7 separate regions of the Mus musculus genome follow, and regions 2, 3, 4, 5, 6 and 7 are each linked to region 1. The links are chromatin contacts, called in public Hi-C and HiChIP or PLAC-seq maps. All regions are on one chromosome and are shown on one strand. Each heading gives the region's core, a stretch centred on a gene start, on an enhancer-like site or on the middle of the called end of the contact. The rest is flanking DNA. Distances are from core to core; before and after follow the strand shown. Region 1 holds the start of Runx1 (runt related transcription factor 1). Region 2 has its middle 24 kb from the start of Gm30588. Region 3 has its middle 22 kb from the start of Gm30530. Region 4 overlaps Gm30530 (a long non-coding RNA gene). Region 5 holds the start of Clic6 (chloride intracellular channel 6). Region 6 overlaps Clic6 (chloride intracellular channel 6). Region 7 has its middle 25 kb from the start of Gm30474.

The links. A called contact is a pair of places that touch in the nucleus more often than the background predicts. HiChIP or PLAC-seq counts read pairs in DNA pulled down with a chosen protein or histone mark.
Region 2: a contact with region 1 is called in a Hi-C map of the C2C12 cell line, with 4 times the contacts expected there. The contact joins the enhancer-like site here to the promoter of Runx1 in region 1. A contact is called at or near these places in 3 of 39 promoter capture datasets (the C10 cell line, cranial neural crest and embryonic stem cells), 3 of 484 Hi-C or Micro-C datasets (the C2C12 cell line, bone marrow-derived macrophages and natural killer cells), 1 of 115 datasets of contacts at active chromatin or transcription factors (large pre-B cells) and 1 of 9 other capture datasets (liver).
Region 3: a Hi-C map of the HPC-7 cell line shows a contact between it and region 1, with 4 times the contacts expected there. The contact joins the enhancer-like site here to the promoter of Runx1 in region 1. A contact is called at or near these places in 3 of 39 promoter capture datasets (the HPC-7 cell line, cranial neural crest and pre-B cells), 3 of 484 Hi-C or Micro-C datasets (the G1E-ER4 cell line and the HPC-7 cell line), 2 of 115 datasets of contacts at active chromatin or transcription factors (acute myeloid leukemia and large pre-B cells) and 2 of 9 other capture datasets (adipose tissue and liver).
Region 4: a contact with region 1 is called in a Hi-C map of the 63-12 cell line, with 4 times the contacts expected there. The contact joins the enhancer-like site here to the promoter of Runx1 in region 1. A contact is called at or near these places in 6 of 39 promoter capture datasets (the 3T3-L1 cell line, the C10 cell line, the HPC-7 cell line and 3 more), 2 of 15 datasets of contacts at CTCF or cohesin (large pre-B cells and pro-B cells), 12 of 484 Hi-C or Micro-C datasets (the 63-12 cell line, the Ba/F3 cell line, the C10 cell line and 6 more), 9 of 115 datasets of contacts at active chromatin or transcription factors (the 230-238 cell line, Th17 cells, acute myeloid leukemia and 5 more) and 2 of 9 other capture datasets (adipose tissue and macrophages).
Region 5: a contact with region 1 is called in an HNF4G HiChIP or PLAC-seq map of pancreatic cancer cells. The contact joins the promoter of Clic6 here to the promoter of Runx1 in region 1. A contact is called at or near these places in 1 of 115 datasets of contacts at active chromatin or transcription factors (pancreatic cancer cells) and 2 of 9 other capture datasets (embryonic stem cells and pancreatic islet).
Region 6: a contact with region 1 is called in a Hi-C map of the Ba/F3 cell line, with 4 times the contacts expected there. The contact joins the enhancer-like site here to the promoter of Runx1 in region 1. A contact is called at or near these places in 1 of 39 promoter capture datasets (embryonic stem cells) and 4 of 484 Hi-C or Micro-C datasets (the Ba/F3 cell line, the C2C12 cell line, muscle stem cells and 1 more).
Region 7: a Hi-C map of the C2C12 cell line shows a contact between it and region 1, with 8 times the contacts expected there. The contact joins the enhancer-like site here to the promoter of Runx1 in region 1. A contact is called at or near these places in 6 of 39 promoter capture datasets (the 3T3-L1 cell line, the C10 cell line, embryonic stem cells and 2 more), 2 of 15 datasets of contacts at CTCF or cohesin (large pre-B cells and pro-B cells), 12 of 484 Hi-C or Micro-C datasets (the C10 cell line, the C2C12 cell line, adipose-derived mesenchymal stem cells and 5 more), 4 of 115 datasets of contacts at active chromatin or transcription factors (the SCID.adh cell line, Th17 cells, microglia and 1 more) and 2 of 9 other capture datasets (embryonic stem cells and macrophages).

The regions. Positions count from the first base shown.
Region 1 is chr16:92,824,795-92,827,401 of GRCm38.p6, reverse strand. It overlaps Runx1 (runt related transcription factor 1), which reads left to right and starts at 1,328. Exons shown (of 8, transcript NM_001111021.2): 1 at 1,328-1,468; 2 at 1,698-1,813. The coding sequence starts at 1,756.
Region 2 is chr16:93,237,199-93,239,805 of GRCm38.p6, reverse strand. No RefSeq gene overlaps it. Among named protein-coding and RNA genes, the nearest start is that of Gm30588, 24 kb to the left of the region's middle. Within about 2 kb of position 1,310, at least 20 of the 459 cell types and tissues checked have an H3K27ac peak or open chromatin away from gene starts, as enhancers often do. A contact at or near this core is called in the C2C12 cell line, where this site is marked.
Region 3 is chr16:93,214,250-93,216,856 of GRCm38.p6, reverse strand. No RefSeq gene overlaps it. Among named protein-coding and RNA genes, the nearest start is that of Gm30530, 22 kb to the right of the region's middle. Within about 2 kb of position 1,321, at least 28 of the 459 cell types and tissues checked have an H3K27ac peak or open chromatin away from gene starts, as enhancers often do. A contact at or near this core is called in the G1E-ER4 cell line, the HPC-7 cell line and acute myeloid leukemia, where this site is marked.
Region 4 is chr16:93,188,376-93,190,982 of GRCm38.p6, reverse strand. It overlaps Gm30530 (a long non-coding RNA gene), which reads left to right. Exons shown (of 3, transcript XR_385063.1): 2 at 2,059-2,242. Among named protein-coding and RNA genes, the nearest start is that of Gm30530, 4.1 kb to the left of the region's middle. Within about 2 kb of position 1,327, at least 25 of the 459 cell types and tissues checked have an H3K27ac peak or open chromatin away from gene starts, as enhancers often do. A contact at or near this core is called in the 63-12 cell line, acute myeloid leukemia and adipose tissue, where this site is marked.
Region 5 is chr16:92,496,831-92,499,437 of GRCm38.p6, reverse strand. Clic6 (chloride intracellular channel 6) reads right to left here and starts at 1,291. Exons shown (of 6, transcript NM_172469.3): 1 at 1-1,291. The coding sequence starts at 984. It overlaps 2410124H12Rik (RIKEN cDNA 2410124H12 gene), which reads right to left. Exons shown (of 3, transcript NR_165041.1): 3 at 2,068-2,388.
Region 6 is chr16:92,518,918-92,521,524 of GRCm38.p6, reverse strand. All of the region lies in intron 1 of Clic6 (chloride intracellular channel 6), which reads right to left. Among named protein-coding and RNA genes, the nearest start is that of Clic6, 22 kb to the right of the region's middle. Within about 2 kb of position 1,289, at least 16 of the 459 cell types and tissues checked have an H3K27ac peak or open chromatin away from gene starts, as enhancers often do. A contact at or near this core is called in the Ba/F3 cell line, where this site is marked.
Region 7 is chr16:93,106,235-93,108,841 of GRCm38.p6, reverse strand. No RefSeq gene overlaps it. Among named protein-coding and RNA genes, the nearest start is that of Gm30474, 25 kb to the left of the region's middle. Within about 2 kb of position 1,306, at least 38 of the 459 cell types and tissues checked have an H3K27ac peak or open chromatin away from gene starts, as enhancers often do. A contact at or near this core is called in the C2C12 cell line, embryonic fibroblasts, muscle stem cells and 1 more, where this site is marked.

The DNA of each region.
Region 1 (2,607 bases), core at 79-2,578:
GAGTTCCCTCTGGGGCTCAGACTTAGAGAAGTACCTTGCATGCCTGGAATTTGGGACCCAGGGCTGGCACTTGGAGCTACGCTGCTCAAGGCCCAGCCTCTCATCGGGCATCACCTCGAAATGGAGGGAAACTGAACAGAGGAAAAGGAAGACCCAAGTAAGGAAAGGAAGGCCAGGCCCTGCCTGGGGATCCCAGGAAGACTAAGGCTTCACTTCTCAGCAAGTAAAACAGATAGAACGAAGAGGTCAATAGGTGGAGGTGAACAGAAGAGCTCACACCCACAGAATCATCTTGTCTTTATTGTCTGTCCCCTGACCATGTGACTTCTGGAGGCTGAAGGGCTGTGTAATATCCCCCTCCGGGGGCTGGCCAGGAGGAGGCAGGATCTTGGGTAGTCACAAGTTACTCTTCATGGATTCAAAGAGTAATTATCCCTAGCAGGGTGACTTGGCCCATTTCTTTGAGTGGAGCTCGGAAAGGCTACCAGTAGGCTTTATTGGTACAAACAATGAACAGATAGCTGCCCACAGGCCACAGCTCTGCTGAGTGAGGAAATTCTCCTCCTTTGCTCTCCACAAAACTTCCTAATGCAAGCGAGCGTGGGAACTGGTGCCAGTGTGAAGAGAACGCCACTGTTTCCTCTACTTACCAAGAGATGTCCATGCTAAGCCTATCCGCCAAGGGGAAAGCCAAGGACAACATCATTTGGGTTTTGATCAAAGTGGTCTTTTCATCCCACAATTAAAACGTGTCATACTGTTCCCAAGCTTTGAGATGTCAGTAGGTTGCCAGCCTAGCCCTCCCAGGATCAGCCACTCACGGAAAAGGGCTCTTGGTCTTCTTTTCTAACTTTTCTGTCTCACTTGCTTTCACCAAGAACCCAGCTCTCCCGAGCTGGTGCCCAGCATTTAAGTGATGAGAGCCGCATCCGGGCTCAGCAGCAAGTTGGTGCCAACGTTGAATTGCTGTTGAATAAACAGCAAGGCAATCTTTATCTAAATAATCAGTTGTTCCTCAAACCACAAATAACAACAGGATCTGAAAGCCACCAAATCCGCACAGGACAGAGAGAGCAAGAAAAGACTGAGGCAGGGGATTTCTGTTTGCTTGTTTGTTGTGCTTTTTTTTCTCTTACAGCCCCTCTCTGCTAAGCTCTGCTCAACTGTTTCCTTACACAGCCTGGGGGAGGGCAGGTGGAGGGCAGGAAGGGCATAGCTCAGAAAGTTTAAAAAAAAAAAATTGACATCACTTAAGTCACGTGATTGGCAAGAGCCAATGGCGGTGGGCTGTGGAAAGGGGAACAGTTAAATTTGTAATTTGGGTTGTGTGAAAACTTCTTTGGACCTCATAAACAACCACAGAACCACAAGTTGGGTAGCCTGGCAGTGTCAGAAGTGTAAGCCCAGCACAGTGGTCAGCAGGCAGGACGAATCACACTGAATGCAAACCACAGGCTTTCGCAGAGCGGTGAGCAGTTCAACCCACAGCATAGGCGGTGCTTTCGTCTTTTTTTTTTCCTTTTTTTAATCTTTAACAATTTGAATATTTGTTTCTGCAATAATTCTTTCCCCCACCCCCACCCCATAGGACCCATGGAGTACCAGAAGTGTTAGGGTTGGGGGTAGAAAGAGACGTGGGGAGCCATGGTGGGAGGTGAGGTCAGAGTAAGTGACATTTCTTGGTTTTTGCTCTGAAGGTGAAAGAAATTATAGAATCCCCCGCCTTCAGGAGAGGTGCGTTTTCGAAAGGAAACGATGGCTTCAGACAGCATTTTTGAGTCATTTCCTTCATATCCACAGTGCTTCATGAGAGGTGAGTACGCTGGTCTTTTTTATATCTGATTTTGCTCAGCTTTGCGCAGACTAAGATGGCAGCCCGTGGACCCTCCGGTGCCTGCCTGAAGTCCCTGCCTGCTTGTGGGGGGAGGAATTCAAACAGAGGCTGTTGACTCTGAGACCACGAGATTATTATTTGTCAGACGCCGTGCTGCGGGGATGTTTTAATAAATGCTTAGGCTGTTGAAATATTTGGTCGCTGGGTGAAAGTTGTGTCAAGTGCTCTGAGCCGCTCTCAGTTAAAGTCCCAGAGATTAGAAGGCTGGCGCGGAGGACACTCTTTGGGTTTTATCTGGCTGTGCCTTGCTCTGAATGATTCGCTTGCACTTACTCTGATGGCAGCAAGCTGTCTGGCCCTGGTTCTGAGTTTGGCTTGCCCCTGGGTTTAGCAGGCTCAGTACTTAGCTGGCCGGAAGAGCCGGTGCCAGCAGAGTGGTCTCCGAGAGGCAGCTCACAGGTATACCTTGGATCAGTGCGGAGATTTCAGGGCCAAAGTGGCAAGTCCACAGAGGGCAGGATTTGGGCAGACTCGTTCTGGGAAAAGCCATCAGAAGATGCTGTGTTGTGCTGTGGTTTTTCTTTCAGCCTCAATTGAAAGAGGCAGCCGGCATTGCTCAAGACAGAAAGCCAGCAAGTTGTGGTACACAGTCTCTCTCAGAAAGAACTATGAAGCCATTTCCTAAGTCCACGCACTGTCACAGCAGAAATTACTAGATTACAGACTTATGGGTTGGCACCACGTAGGTCCCTGAACCTTCCTGCATTTTTTAC
Region 2 (2,607 bases), core at 61-2,560, 410 kb before region 1:
TCCTGTACCACGCCTGCATGGATGCTGCCATTCTCCTGCTTTAGTGATCATGTACTGAACCTCTGAACTTGCAAGCGAGCCCCAATTAAATGTTGTCCTTTATAAGACTTGCTTTGGTCATGGTGTCTCTTCACAGCAGTAAAACCCTACCTAAGACAGAGCTTTATGAGAGCCTGGGTGATCACAGACTTTCTGCATGTGCAGCATCAGATCACAGGAAGCCCCTGTCCCCATCTGTAAGTGTCTGACATCCTTCCCTCAGAATGCTGAAACATAACTCTCAAGGGTCCAAGTTAATGACAACATGGTTTGTTGGCACAGTTGTTGGCCCAGGCAGGCAGGAGTCAAAGTGGCTCCTTGGCTGCTCATCCTGTATATCTTCCAACAATAGGAAAGCTGACCACAGAGGTCACATTTCACTGCTGTAGAAGCCACTACTGGAATGCTCTAGTTGAGGCAAACCCATGGACTTGATAACTGCTGTTGGGGTTCGTTGAAGGCTACCGTGTCAGATGCTCTGCTAGCTTGGGTTAAAGCTCTAATAAAGGAAGACACACCAGTCCCCAGGCACCTCTCAGGGCAGCAGAATTTCGGTTTAGTCTGTTAAAGCTAAATAATTCATCCTAAGAAAGAAGCCAGCTCATCTACCCCAAAGTAACGTCATGCTTTCCCTTCCATAAGAAGACAACGGGGGCATGTCAGTGTTGGTGTTAAGCAACCAAGGTACAACCCAGTCCTTGCTCAGTGGCACAGCCACAAAGTATTTGGAGATCTGCCCCAGTCCACAAACTGCTAATGGGGGGAAAAGCCATTTGCTGCCAACCCACTGTCTGATGCTGAGTTTTTACAACCGCACTGGTGATCCAGTGTAAATATGGCCTCTACTCCCTCCTCTGCAGGGATGATCCCCTGAGGTGAGGCTGGATCCCGAAGCTGCTGAGTTTGTGTGACCTTTGTGAGAGAAGCCAGCACCCCATATTGCTCAGTGGATGTCTCTGTGGGTTTCTTAGAAGGGGTTCAGCTTGCCCTCTGAGAACCCCAGTGGCTTTTGCTATGCTTAGGGTGAACATTTTTGCCTTTCTTGTTGACATTTTAAACTGACCACTGGCTGTGGGCTGCTGTCAGGGTTCCCTACATGCCCGGTGCAATTGCATGAACATATTGCAAGCCTCGTCTGTGGGAAAGGTGAGGGTTTTGGCTTCAGAACCCAAAAGCTCTTCAGCTGACATTGAGGGTGGAGCAAAAACAGAAATGCTGGCCTGACTCAGGGATTGTGGGCAAGTCCTTGGAGGTCTGGCCAGACCGGCCAATTCCTGTTAGGGCCTGGACTGCTCCTGGGGTTTCCAAGACTCATTCCCCTGCTGAGCAGGCCTGTGCCATGTGGACAGAGTTTCCCAGAAAGTCACCACAGGAGACAGAGACTTTTACTTCACAGCAGATTTTGCACCACACTCTTTCCACTCTCGATGGTGTGAAGTTGTTGCTAAACCCTAAATGGCTTGTTCTCATCCCTCCCCCAACGGCAGTCTGTGATTGCAAAGACAGAGAGAAGTCCTTGGGAGCATAGTGAGCCCAAAAGCCCAGAGCTTGCCCGCCCAGGGTCCAGGAAGTCAAAGTCTCAGTTTTGAATGGTTGGGGGTGACAGTAGTTTGTCTTCTCACGGTTTGTGTCTGTCATATTTGATCTCGTCACAGCAGCATCTTGTAGGGATAATGTGGAGACTCCGGGTACCAGGGGAATTCAAGGGTGCTTCTGACTGTGTAGGGTTATGTGGTCACCTACTAATTTGCTTCGGTGAAAGCACACTGTCACTTGGGGATCACAGGCTCCAGCTTGGTTCTACCATGGAGAGGAGGCAACATGAATCTTATGGCCGTAATTCACTCAGTGCCACTGAGCGTGGTATACAGGCAGGTCCTGTGGAAGAAGGGGAATCGCTTCCATTGGACAAGACCTATGCTCAGGGGAGTAGAGGGCAGATATAAGTATGAACAGAGATGTTATAGAAGAAGAGGACTTAGCTCCAAATTAAAATCATACCTGGCCAAAATGCTAATTAAGTGCTTTAAAATACAATGTATTCTAGCCACTGATCCATGCCTCTAGACCCTACAGCTTTATTTATGATGATAGTATCAGTATTATTATCTCAAAATAATTGCATATTACACAGGTATATATGATACAAGACAAGAGATAAATTTCATTATGTTAAGAAAGCAGATTTGAGCATACAGATACAAAATAAAATAAGTGAATCAAGTAAAAAAATCCTTTAATTTTTCAAAATACCTTAAGAATTCCTTCATTAATTCTCCCTTTCTAAGGATACACATTTTTCCTAGTTCTCACAAGCTAGAGAATCCCAGTTTCTAACAATATGTGATTGGACAAAGCACTAGGCATATCTTTTTTTTTTTTTTATTGAAGTGTTGCTCAGCAACAAAAGGATGGGGGCCAGTTTTTGCAATGGTAAGGTTACATCTCAGAAGTGTTCTATTGGAAGAAAGATGCCATCTTCCAAAGGCTACACAGTGTATGGGCTTTTACTAGGGATCCTGAGACAGGAGAGACTCTGATAGAGTGTGGGAAAGTGGCTGTGTGGGA
Region 3 (2,607 bases), core at 72-2,571, 390 kb before region 1:
GCGTGTGTGTGTGTGTGTGTGTGTGTGTGTGTGTGTGTATAGTGGTTTTTCAAGACAGGGTTTCTCTGTATAGCCCTGGCTGTCCTGGAACTCACTCTGTAGACCAGGCTGACATTGAACTCAGAAATCTACCTGCCTCTGCCTCCCAAGTGCTGGGATTAAAGGCGTGTATCACCAACTGCCCGTCTGAGAAATATATTTTTACCATGGTTTTCTTTAAATAATTTTAATTGTCTATCACTACCACTCTCCAAATCAGGAGCATTTCCTCCCACTGGTAGTTCATATAATTTCTGTTTATTCAGAAGTCTTCTTGGGCTAGCAACATATCTCAGTGGGAGAGTGCTTAAGCCCATACAGAAAGACCTGGGTTCCCTCTCCAGCACTGGATAAACCAGATGTGGTGGTGCAAAGCCTGTAATCACAGCACTCAGGGTGCAGGCAGGGGATTCAGAGGTGCAAGGTGAGCCTCCAGCTATATAAGGAGTTTTAGGCTAGCCTGGGGTACCTGAGGCTTTGTGTCTGTGATACATGAAGGCCATTGTGTTTTTGTCACACCCTAGATGCTCCAGCTGTCTAGTGGGCTGCTATAGCTCAGTGGTGAAGCCCAGTCCTGGGAGCTGGCCCCTCGCTTTGCTCACGAATGACTTGGGTGATTATAGACTCTGGTTTTCTCATCATAAAACAAGAAAGAGATTATTGGCTAAGACGTGAGCAAGGTACATCGCTTTTAATACCAGATGCACTATATATAGCCTACAAACATTGTTTAAAACAAAAGCCCAAATTCTCCAGTGATGAGAAAAACTACCATAAAAACATTAACACAGAGAGCTTCCCCTTGAAGGCTGTATAAATAATACAAGCTTATTGTAAACAGGGTTTTTGTAGAGTCAGGAAGGACATAGAAGACAGTCTTTATTGCTCCTTCTTTCAGACAATGGGAGTGTAGACTTTCAGCTTCTTCAAATTTGCCTGTGTGCGTGCCTTAAGATTTCTATCGTGAGTCAGAAAGAGGAAGCTGACTGTTAACAAAATGTTTTGTTGGGGGTAAGGGTGAAAGCTTCAAGAAGTTTAAATGTTCCTGAAAGAAGATATGCTCCTAAGCCAGTGGTTCTCAACCTGTGGGTCATGATGCCTTTCGGGGGACGGTTTCAAAGGACCTTATCACAGGATCACCTAAGACCATACAAAAACACAGGTATCTACATTTCAATATAGAACAATAGCAAAATTACAGTTATGAAGTAGCAACACACACAATTTTACGGTTGGGGTCACCACAGCATGAGGAAGTCTATTAAGTGTCTCAGCGTTAGGAAGGTTGGGGAGCACTGAAGACTGACTTGTGTATTGTGTGCTGAGGCCTAGCCTGCCCACAGCCTCTCTCTCTGTCACCAGTGAAGCTCCAAAATTTGCTGTTGTCTGCTCTTCAGGCATCTCACGAGAGATGGGGAGAGAGAGGCTCATGGAGCTGTATGCCCTGTGGAACACAGAGCCTACGCTTAGATTGCTCTGGAAAAGGAGGTGGACTCTACCTGACCGTGTAACACAAAGCAAGCTCCCTTGGCGGCTTCTTCATGGCCATGGGACCTGTGGACATTCTCAGTGCTCCTCCTACTGGGACTCTCCTCTGACTCACAGACCCAATGGAGAATGTTCAGGACGGTGAGGCCCATGGCCTTCCTGACCTTCAGAGCACTGTGCCACCAATCCACAGAGTCTTGCTTTCTGGGGTTTCCTACAAGGACACGAGGTTGGCCTTACAGCCCCACGGTGGCCGAATCCCCGTGGCCTGGAATAGGGCTACTGGATGTTGCCTTGGGCAGAGCTCAGCATCTTTTGCTCTCTTGGAGGATTTGAACTCGTTGGTAGTTGGATGTGTCTTATTAAAATCCCTGGTCATGAGGGATTAGGGATATGGTTTCACGTGGCTCGTGAGCTCTATTTTACCTGGGGAATTCATTCCTTTTGTTTTGTTGATTTTTTTTCCTCTCTGCATTTTTGGCTATACTGAGGTAATACTGGGAGCACCGAGGTTGCTTACATGTGGAAGGCAAGGCCAGTGTGTAACTATGTGATCTATGCTAGTGATGTGCTTGCCCTGCGATGAGAAGGAAGTGGGGACAGACAGGTTTTGAAATTTCCTTTGAGGTTGCGTGTAGATTATCTAGGGAATGAATTTGTTTCCCAAGTTTGCACCAATCCAAAAAACCTGGAAAAAGCACATAGTTCCACGTTGGGGGTGGAGGGGATGCACAGATAACGTAATGAGAGAGCTTGGAGCTACTTTGCCCAAGGGAACAACAAAGTCATGGAGAAGCCTGAGCTAGGCTAGTTCAAGGACAGCCTGGAGACATACAGAGGTCAGCAAAGGGTCATGGGTCCACAGAGCCAGGCTAATGGTTCATGTTCTCCTTGATGCAGGGGGAAGGGACTGCTGGTTTGAGGTCTCATCAATGTATCAGAATCCCTGCAGGCAGGCCCAAGGTTTTGATATTGCTACAGTGCGATTTTGTCATCTACAAAGTTCACACTGAGAACCTCAAGTTACAAAAAAAAAAGTCACACACAAAAAGTATCATAATACTTAAGCTTACTGTTTTC
Region 4 (2,607 bases), core at 78-2,577, 360 kb before region 1:
AGACAATGTGAAATAAAGGTGTTCCTGTTAGATTGGTGAAAGAGAGAGAGAGAGAGAGAGAGAGAGAGAGAGAGAGAGAGAGAGAGAGAGAGAGAGAGAGAGAGAGAGAGAAATGGGAAGGCAAGTAGCAAAATTATCAAAGAGAGAGGTAAATAACCCTTGCTTTAAGTCTGGAAAATAAATCACTTTCAAATTCCTTCAAGACAGGGTCTTGTGTATCCTAGGCTGGCCTCAAACTCTTTCCGTAGCTGGGGACGATCTTGAATTAACCTCCTGCCTGCTCTTCCCAAGGGCTAGGATTATAGGTTTGCACCATGACGCCTGAATCATGAGCTGCTCCGGATGGAGCTCAAGACTCATGCATGCCAGGTCAGGATTCTAGCATGTGACACACCCCAGGCCCTGTTTTGTTCCTCTCTAGTCCTAAATGGAAGGTCTACTGAGATTTGTAATCTACAAGCCAGCTCTGGAGTTTTGCCAGCATCTTTATAGACCTTTGAGCAGTTGCTGGAGGGGACAGAGCCATTCTTCCGGCCATCTGAGAACCTCTGCATTTGGGTCAGACAAGGCTCTGCATAAGATGAAGGGTTGCAGTTTCTCTGCATAGTCTGTAAACAATGTACTGTATTTCATGGGTTAGTGTGTGTGTATTTGTATTTGTATGTGTGTGTGTGTGTGTGTGTGTGTGTGTGTATAGTGTATAATTTAGTATGTGTATGTGGTTAAGTGTGTGTGTGTTTGTGTGTATAGTGTATAATTTAGCATGTGTACGTGGTTTAGTGAGTGTGTGTGTGTGTGTGTGTGTGTGTGTGTGTGTGTGTGTGTCCTAGTGCATGTTAGGAATGAAAGAAGTCAATGTTGAGTGTCTTTCTCAATCTTTCTCCACACGAGCTTATAGCTCAACAGTTTGCCTAGGACAGCTGGCTAGGGAGGTTCTTGGATCCATCTGTCTCTTCCTGAGACAGCCCCCTGTGCAAAAGCCAAGACAGGCTGGCGATTCAAACTCAGGTTCTCAGGCCTGTGTAAACACTTTACCAAGTGAGCCCTCCCCTGGCTCCACTTGCTGACTTAGACACAATTCTTTGATGGTAGTATCATTTGGATGTGTTTCTACCCTTGTTCTACTAAGGCAGGTCAATATCAGAGCCGTGTGTCTCAATGACTAAGCTCCTTCCAGAGTAGGAGCCAAGGTTATCAATGGTGTTCATGAGGATAGAACAGAGATGCAATGAGAAACAAAAGAATGGGAGTCACGCATTGACTGTCTCCAGCTCCACCTTAAACTGGCAGCTAGGCCTGCTTAGATGGGCTTTCTTCATCCCTTTCACAGAGCATTTGACTCATGGCCATTTATTTGGAGCCTTTCGAAATAGTCTTCTGTACAGAGCTAGAATTTCCAAACTTTGAAAATACAGAGCTTGCGAAATCTTAAATATCTGTGATTCCTTGAAGGCCAGAGTGGTTGCTTTTGATAGCAAGAAGAAGGACAGGACTGGCTTCGTGGGAGATTTCAACCATGAGTATCTTCTCAGAGGGTGGAATGATCAAAGACAAAAAGGGAAACGTTTGTGTTATGCATTCATGAGCAGCTGCCTGTCCATGTCGGCTATTTTTTTTAATGGGAAGAATATGTAACTTAAAAATTAGAAGAAAAGGTGTGACTTAAATTTGTGAGAAGATATCTTCTGTGTTCAAGGAGAGAGGTTCCTGCCCACATTATAGAGCACACTATGGGGGTGGTAGCTGTGCTGTTTGGCCTTCACAAGTCTGTCTTTGCCTCCCTGTTGTAAAAGCCCTCACTGTGACACCTGTTGGGACCAGTGGTTCCAACTGCAGTTGCGTCCATGATGATTGACCTAGGAAAGAGACTCGATGTCATCGACATTCCTTATGCTGGGGTCACCAGGCCTTGTGGGGGACACACTCAAAGTTAATGCATATCCATTGTTGGTCTAACGTTTGAAGGCAGCTGGCCACATTCTGTTCTCGTAGATTAAATCTAAGAGGCTGGCCCTTGGAAAGGGGGCCTGTGATGTTCTAAGAGATCTCTGTTCACAGGAGTGACCCTGTATCATCTCTGTGTGGAGGAAGGCACCCGTTCTCTCTGCTGTCTGGAAGAGCTCTGGGTCCTCACCACACACCGTGGGACACAGCCATCCTCTCCGCGTGCATGGCATTCTGTGGCTGGAAGGAGCTGAGACTGAGAAGATAGCCCACCTGATCTTCATCCCCTCCCTCTCAGGTCAATAGACCAGAGCTCTTCCTTGGTTACACTCCAAGTTCTGCTGACAAAACAAAGCATGCACAAATGGGAAAGGGCGGAGCTTTAGAGAGGCACCCTAGTTGAACCTAGGGACGGAAGTCAGCACATAGGGCAACATGGACTCCTTGAAAATGGCTGCAGTGAGAAGGAAGATGCTTCCAATGGGCTGCTTATCTTCAGCTCTGAGCACTGATGACCTCTGCACAACAGATTGTGTGTGTGTGTGTGTGTGTATGAGTGTGTATGTGTGTATGTGAGTGTGTGTGAGTGTGTGTCTTAATTCCCATACTTTTAAGTTAGTCTCAGGCCTGTGCAACAGGCACATATGTACCCTAGAGTTTGGT
Region 5 (2,607 bases), core at 42-2,541, 330 kb after region 1:
AGCTAAGTGGTTGCTGAGCTCTGCCTGGGATTCCTCCTCGTGTTCGGTGGATTTGGCCTCCTCTCCATCAAGGCTGCCGTCGGGGGGCTTCTCTTGGATGGCCCCCTCGCAGGGTCCCTTCAACTCGGGTTCTGGCCTCGCTTCTTCCTCCCCGGTCTCCTCCTGGAGCTTGCCCTGGTCCCCATTCTCATGAGCATCTACTCTCGCATCCTCGGAAGCTGCTTCCTCGGACCCGTCTTTCCCCAGGGTCTCCCCTTCCCCCGCGGCGTCTGCGGCCGAAGCGCCCGCCAGCTCCCCGGACTCGTTCCCTCCGATCTCTGTGGTTACAATCTCAATCGCCTCATCCTGGGGCTGAGGGCTGCTTTCCCCTCCACCCTGGGGCTCACTCTCCGACCCAAGTGGCCCTCCTGCGGGTGCCTCTGTGTCCATGTTGTCCCCTGCAAGTCCCTGGACTTCTGGGTTGATCTGCAACCCTAGCGCGCCGCCTCCCTGCGCTTCCTGACCAGATTCTGCCTCTTCCCCTGCCTCTGAGGCCGTGGGGTCCTCGGGCTCCCGGCGAGAGTCCCCAGGGACCTCGGGGGCCTCACCCTGAGAGTCTAACCCAGAGCTCATCCCCTGCACCTGCTGGGCGCTTGGCGCCTCCTCCGCTCCCTGCGGGATCGCGCCCTCGGGGTCGCGCTCCGCAGCCTCCGCTTCACCTGGAGCTCCGCTGGCGCCCGGCGTCTCGGCCTCAGGGCCGGTGCGCGGGTCCTGCGCCTGCGCTCCCCCAGTTCCCTCGTCCTGCCCACAGCCTCCTTCCTCCTTCCCCGAGGCCCTGGCCTCTACGCCCGCCCCCAGGTCCCTAGGTGCCTCTGCAGCTTCCTCGCTCGCTTCCCGCCCCTCCAGGTCCGCAGCTCCTGGCTCTCCTGGTCCCTCGATTGTCGCACCTTCGGGTTGCCCCTGGGAACCTGGAGCGACCTCCTTGGGCTCCGTGGCCTCAGCCATGGTAAAACACCCTTCCTCGACGCTGCTCAGGGTGAGGGGCAGGGGCTGACGTGCCCCCTCCGGGAGGACACCCCACTCGCGGTTCTAGAAGCGAAGGTTTCGCTTGATGCAAAATCTAGAGGGCCCCAAGACTCTATGTCCCTTTTCCCTGTCTTAAGGTCTTTGGGTTCTTCCTCAAGAGTTCCTGTTTCTCCTAAATTCGCGCCCGGACCCCAATCCTTCTGTGCAGGCCAGGGTGTGGGGCTAAAGAACTCAGCTTGCCTCTTGAAGTCTTTGGAAGAGATGGGCTGGTTCCCTGCGGTCTCAAGGGTTGACCAGAAATTCTCAGAGCCAGTTCTCCCCTCTTAGGGCTTGGGCGGGGTTTGTCTTCCCCACCTCCTAGCCACTTTGGGTGGCCTGGGAAGCTAGCCAATGACAGCCTTTCTGCGGCTTTTGTGGATTTTAATGAAAAGACTGATTTTACTGGCCACTTTAGCGTTTTCTGGAACAGCTTCAAGTTTCAGAGCCATTTAAATCACGGTCACATACTTCAGTATTGGATTCCCACCTTACCTCACTTCACCATGAAGGCGACTCTGATGCTGAGTGGAATAGACCCATCCCATCCCTGCCTCAGGTTCCACAGAAAAGGTATTAACCCCAAAGGGAGGAATGGCTGCCCTCCCATTTCTGTGAGTTCCAGGAACCTAAAGATGGAAGGGACAATAGCCTGGCGTGCTTGTTGAGGTGGTGGGGGGAGGGGAGGAGAACCAGACGGATACCTCTCCTTCTCCAGCCCCTGAAGACCCTAAGAATCTGTGCATCCCTCGGACTCAGATTTCCTTACTCATGTCCAGTGCTTGGGTCTCAATATCGTGGTTAGGGCGTTGGGGGTTGAAGGTGGGGGAAGAAAATTCGGGATGGGAAAAAAGGAAGTTATAGAATTAACTGGGCCAGGAGTCCCCCACTATCACCCGTCAAAAACTTCTTTCAGAGAAGTTTTCAAAACTATTCCACTGAATTGATAGAGAGAGGACCTCCCACCCCAAACTGTGAGGCCAGCATTTCCCCCTTATCAAAGGACACACCAACTCTAGACCAATATTGCTGATGAGTATAGATGCAAACATTATTAACAAAACACCAAGGGTTTGAATACAACAGCATATCAAAAAGATCATCCACGGCTATCAAGTTGGAGGTTGGAGGTTGCAGTGGTGGCTCAACACATGCAAATCTATAGGCGCAATGCGTCAAAACAACAGAATGTATGACTTTAAAAATCACATGCAGGCTGGAGAAATGGTTCTGGAATTAAGAGTGTGTACTGCACCCACATCAGGTAGCTCACAACTTCCTCCAGTTCTGAGGATCCAACGCCCTCTTCTGGCTTCAAATGGCACCTGCACTCACATGCACAAACCCCTGCAAGAATAACATATATACAGATGATTAAAAAATAAATAAATCTTTTTTTTGAAACAAAATGTGTTCATCTCAGTAGGTACAGACAAGGCACTTGATAACATTCAACATCCTTTCACAATAAAAGATTTGAATTTTTTTCATAGACAGATAATATCTCAACATAATTTAAATTGGTTGGGTGTTTTGTTTTGTTTTGTTTTGTTTTTGTTTTGTTTG
Region 6 (2,607 bases), core at 40-2,539, 310 kb after region 1:
GTTGGAAAAGAAGATGGAGCTCTGTTGAGGCTCTCAGCTGAAGCAGCCGGAAGGAGACACCCCACAGCCCCAGGGGCCCCTTTGGCTTTCTTTGACTCTGATACATTGTAACTCCTCTGTCCTCACTGGGAAACTTTCACCCGCCAGGAGGAAGGCAACAGGGCTGATTCTGCAAACCCTCCCCATACCGAGTTCTCTGCAAACCCTCCCCATACAGAGTTCTCTGCAAACCCTCCCCATACCGAGTTCTCTGCAAACCCTCCCCATACGGAGTTCTCTGCAAACCCTCCCCATACCGAGTTCAAAGTGTCCAGCTGATGAAGGGAGCTGACTCTGTGGGGCTGGCCTCTCACATCACACTCAAAAAGAAGGGAGACCTATAAAGCGTGAGCTGTGACCTTTGTCCCCCCTCTGCTTCCAGCTGGGCAGGCAGAGACAAGGTCTGCTGCAGGCCACCACAGCCCCATGTGCCCAGCCAAGGTGTTTTTGACGGCAGTAAAGCTAGTGTTCCTTTTGGTCATAACGAGTTTTCGATAGAAACACGAGGAGTGCTGGGTGCTAAAAGCTTGGGAAAAACTCCCCAACTGGCTTTCCAAGCAGGTCTGCCCTTGACCACAGCTCTCTCCACCACTGATGGATAATGACAAGAATATGGGAAAAGACATTTGAAAACTATTTACTAATACAATAGACGGGGGAAATGACCCTTTAAAGAGGCCAGCTTCCTAATGCACACATCACCTTACGAGGCAGAGAGGGCGGTGTGAATGATATCCAAGCTATACATTTTGAGATGGAGGTGATATCCTGGATGATTAAGTTGGTCCAAGCTAATCATGTGGGTTCCCACAGGGAGACCTTCCCCTAACTGCTATCTGGAAAGTTTTGACCAGGGAAGAATGGTCACAGATGAAATTAGCTCTAACGCTGAAGGGGGAGGTCGTGGGTCCAGGAGAAGAGATGGCTTCGAGCAGCTGGAGAATAAAGACTGTGGACTGTCCCCTGCAGCTTCAACGCCAGTGAGGCAACATCATGCTTGAACCAGAAAGACAATCAAGTAAGAAGCCGAAGTTGCTTAGGCTTTCTAGACTCTAGCAATCTATTACAGTAGAACCAGAAAAAACCTGCAGCTGAAGTTCCCATCGGAAATCCTCGACCTCTGCCCGAGACAGTTTGGCAGGTGATCCTCGAGTCAGACAGAAAGAGGGACAGCCTGTGGCACAGCGGGTGCTGAGCCTAGTTCTAGAAACTTCCTTCATGGAGCTACTCCAGGAAGTTGTGTAATGGCCACAGGGCCCAGGCAAGGTAGGCAAAGCTTCCTTTGTTTGCGGCTGAGAGGATAGCTCTTCTGTGTGAACTCCAGAACTCCCAAAGCTGTTTTGATGTCAACATAGGAGACCTCTCCCATCCTTCCTTCTGGAAGCAATGAATTTTTCTAGCTGGATTCACAGCTTGCCCTCAGAGACCTAGTCACAGAGACAGCTTCAGGAGGGCATTGGTGCCCCCTCGTGGTTACAAGATATAGTCCGTGTGTAGCGCTTGATTCACAAGGGCCCTCAGGCTTTAGGGTCCAACTGAAAACGCCCTTAGGTTTTAACCCCTTTAGGTCATTAAAGTACCCAGATGTCGCCAGACCATGGCAGTGGGTGTCCTCATGCACCAGATTTCAGTGCTAAGCCGTAAATTCTATATCAGGAGGATGAATGGGTCAGTGAAGTTTTGCTGGGCAAGCATGGATACCTGCTGGGGGGCAGAGATGGGAGCGTCCCTGGGGCTGGCTGGGCAGTGGAATCAGCTCTAGGTTCGGGGAGCACATATGCTTCTCAAAACATCAGTGGAGGGAGAGGAAGACAGCTAGTGACCACCCCTAGCCTCCACACACGCCAACATGGGCAAGGGCACACGCCACACACATGCTCATGTGACCACTCCACAGGTACAGGGAAAACGGGGGGCACACACACATGCACATGTGACTACATCACAGGAACATGGGAAACATGGACAGTTCACACACATGCACATGTGAGTATTCCACAGGTACATGGGAAACAGGCAGTCTAGGAAGACCAAAACAAAATGCTCTCCCTAGGCAATAACCTTCTATAGTCTACCAAAAGCTACCAAGGGGATATAGTCTCGCTGTCTTCCAAGCTAACACTGTCCCCAACAAACCTGGGCCCTCACAGTGAGCCATTAAAATACAACTTAACTTGAGACCAGCAAGAAGACTCAGGGCAGCTTGTTAGGAAGATGCCAATTCCAGGAGTGTTCATTATCTCTCACTGAACTTGGAGAGCAGAGACAGAGAGAGAGGTAGGTGAGCAGCATGGCAGGGACGCCGGTGTGCTGGGCAGAGTGAACCCTGAGCACCTTCAAATCCAGCTTCCTCAGTTTGTTCGGAATCCCCTTGCTCGCTCGTTCACAAGTTCTTCAGACTCATCTCTCTCTGTGATGTTTCTAAGTGCTGTGGAGATGAAGGCCCGGTAGCTACTTATTAACAAAGGGGGAAAGGTCCAGGGGCCTCATGATACTCGGGTTGATTTTAGTGGCCAGTGTATGAAGTTCTTTGCTGCTGGGAGCCAGCAATTCTATAGCAACTTTTGT
Region 7 (2,607 bases), core at 57-2,556, 280 kb before region 1:
AGATAGAATCTCACCCTAACTGGTCATCAAACCCCAGGGACCCAACTGTCACCGCCTCCCCAGAGCTGGCATTACAAGCATGCACCACCACACACACCTTTTTAAGCGTGGGTCCTTGAACTTGGGTCCTCACGCTGTCAAGGCGGACACTTGACTTCCTGCACTGTCTCCCAGGCTTGGTGCCAGTCCTCATTGAGGAATAAGCCAGACATCCAGCAGTTGTATTTGATCTAAAGCTACCCCATCTTGTCCCTGTCACCTAGGTGTGCACAACACGAGCTTTCTGTACTCTTTATCCTAGAAGACAGAAGCCATCTCTGCACACCAAGGACCATAAGACAATATGGATTTCATGACTCCCTCAAACGTTCGTTAAGGCTGGCCTGTCAGGGTTGGGAGTACACATATAACTTAATATACATCTTTTTAGGTCCATAACAAAAAGTGTTGTATGCTTGCAACCAGAACAGCGCCATATCCTAATTATTATTTATTATTGTCATCAAAGCCACAGCTACTGGTCTTGATAGTGAGAGCTAACATGAAATAGATATTGACAAACTATTCACCGATTTAATCATCTCTCCAGCCACTTGTGTTTGCAAATGAATCTCCTGTCAACATCAAATCCTCATCAGCATTCCACACTCAGTGTGTGAGGATCATGTAAAATTGATGAGCTCAGATTTCTATTAAATGCACTACCTATTTCTGGGGTTACTTATATGGGCTTTCTGGAAGCTTGGAATCCTGGTGTCTTATAAACAAGACAGGCTCTGGCCTTTTACTTTAAAAGGGTCTTTAGAAAGCTTTTAGGACTATGCTGAGATGGAGTGCTCGTTAGAAAGATTGGAAAGAATGGAAAATTCCATGTGTGTGAGATTCCTGGGTAATATGTACAAATTAAGACTGTAAAGAAATTGATGGGAGCAATGTACATTTAATTTCAATATTTTGTGTGAATGTGTGTGTATGCACCATGTGTGTACATTGTCTGGGGAGACCAGAAGAGGGGGCTCAGCTCCCCTGAAATGAAAACGAAGTTCTAGATGGTGGGTGCTGGGAATTGAACTGGAGTTCTCTGGAAGAACTGCTAATGCTTTAAACCATTGAGTCATGTCTCCAGTCCTTTATATTTACTTTTAATTTATGTGTCTGTGTGTGCTGCATGTGTGTGCAGGTGCCCTTGTGGCCAGAAGAGGGCGTCAGATGCCAGTGGAGTTATGGGCAGTTATAAACCGACCAATGCAAGTATTGGGAGGCGACTCACATCCTTTGAAAGAACAACAGTTGCTCTAAAGCTCCGAGTCATCCCTCCAGTCCTAACAGGACATTGTTACTCATGTATTTATTTGCCTAGAAGTTCTATGTTGGCCTTAACCATAACGGGACCTAACTCTTGGCACCAAACACTATGCGAATGTTGAGGTATTATTTCCAAGCCCTGGGAACAGCTGCTGTTTATTGTGTTACAGTCGCCACCTCCTGAAGAATGTGATTCTGTTTCAAAGATATCCAAGCACTGACCAGGCAGCCTCAACCCAGATGAGCTGTGGCAACCAACGTGGCACGCTGTTATCCTGCTGTTATGAGGTGCACTCCATCAAGTGGTTCCAGATCCTTCTCCCCTGTGCCTGCAAGGGGAGGCTCTGTTGACTTTGGGGGGGCTGTAAATCCGAGTGGCACTTTTATGATTGAGGGGTAGACAGTGGTAGAGGATTTGTGTGACGCTCTATGAAAATTAGCAAATGCTGCAAACTCTGAGTCAGGAAGATTCATGGGAGGCAAGCCTGGGTTGCAAAAGGCATGGAGGCTTCCTGGAATCCGTGAGCTTCTGAGGATTACAAGAACGATCCCGAGGAGCTTGCCAAGGCCGCTCCTGTGGGATTAAGTGCACGGCCAGCTCTCAGACTATTCCTTGTATTGCATGGCTTGGGAATGCAGGGGCAGGGAGACCGCTAAATACCCTTGGCACTTTGAACTCTTTCAGCTTAGCACCCCTTGACATCATCAAAAATTTTTTTCTTTCTGTTTAGGGGAAGAAAGAGAGAGAGAGAGAGAGAGAGAGAGAGAGAGAGAGAGAGAGAGAGAGAGAGAGAGAGAGAGAAAGGAAGGCAGACCTAATTTGAGAAGCCCCATCCTCACCACAACCCTCTTTAGAACAAATGAACATTTTTCTCATGAGAAAGGTGGTTGACCTTCAATGAAGGACCTTTTGCTCCTGAAAAAAATTAGGAAATAATGTAATAGCTTATGTGTAGGTTGAGGCACTGATCTTATCCACACATTTTTTTTTTTACTGTTCTCAAAGGCTAGAGAAAATGGGATATCTGAATTTTTTAAGATTTGAAATATATAATTCGACCTAAAATAATCTCACTTTTAAGGACTTGGTCTGAGGAAATAAATAATTATAACTGACAAGAGTGAAAGTCATTTCAGAACTGCTCATAAGATCAAAAATGGTCTACTTTTATGTCAAAATGTTATAGATGACGTAAACAGTGTCATCTATAATGTGTTTCTAGAAGTACTCTGAGCTAGAGAGCTGGCTCTGTAGCTAAGAGCCCTTGCTGCTCTTACTGAGGACCCAGGTTTGGTTCTCAG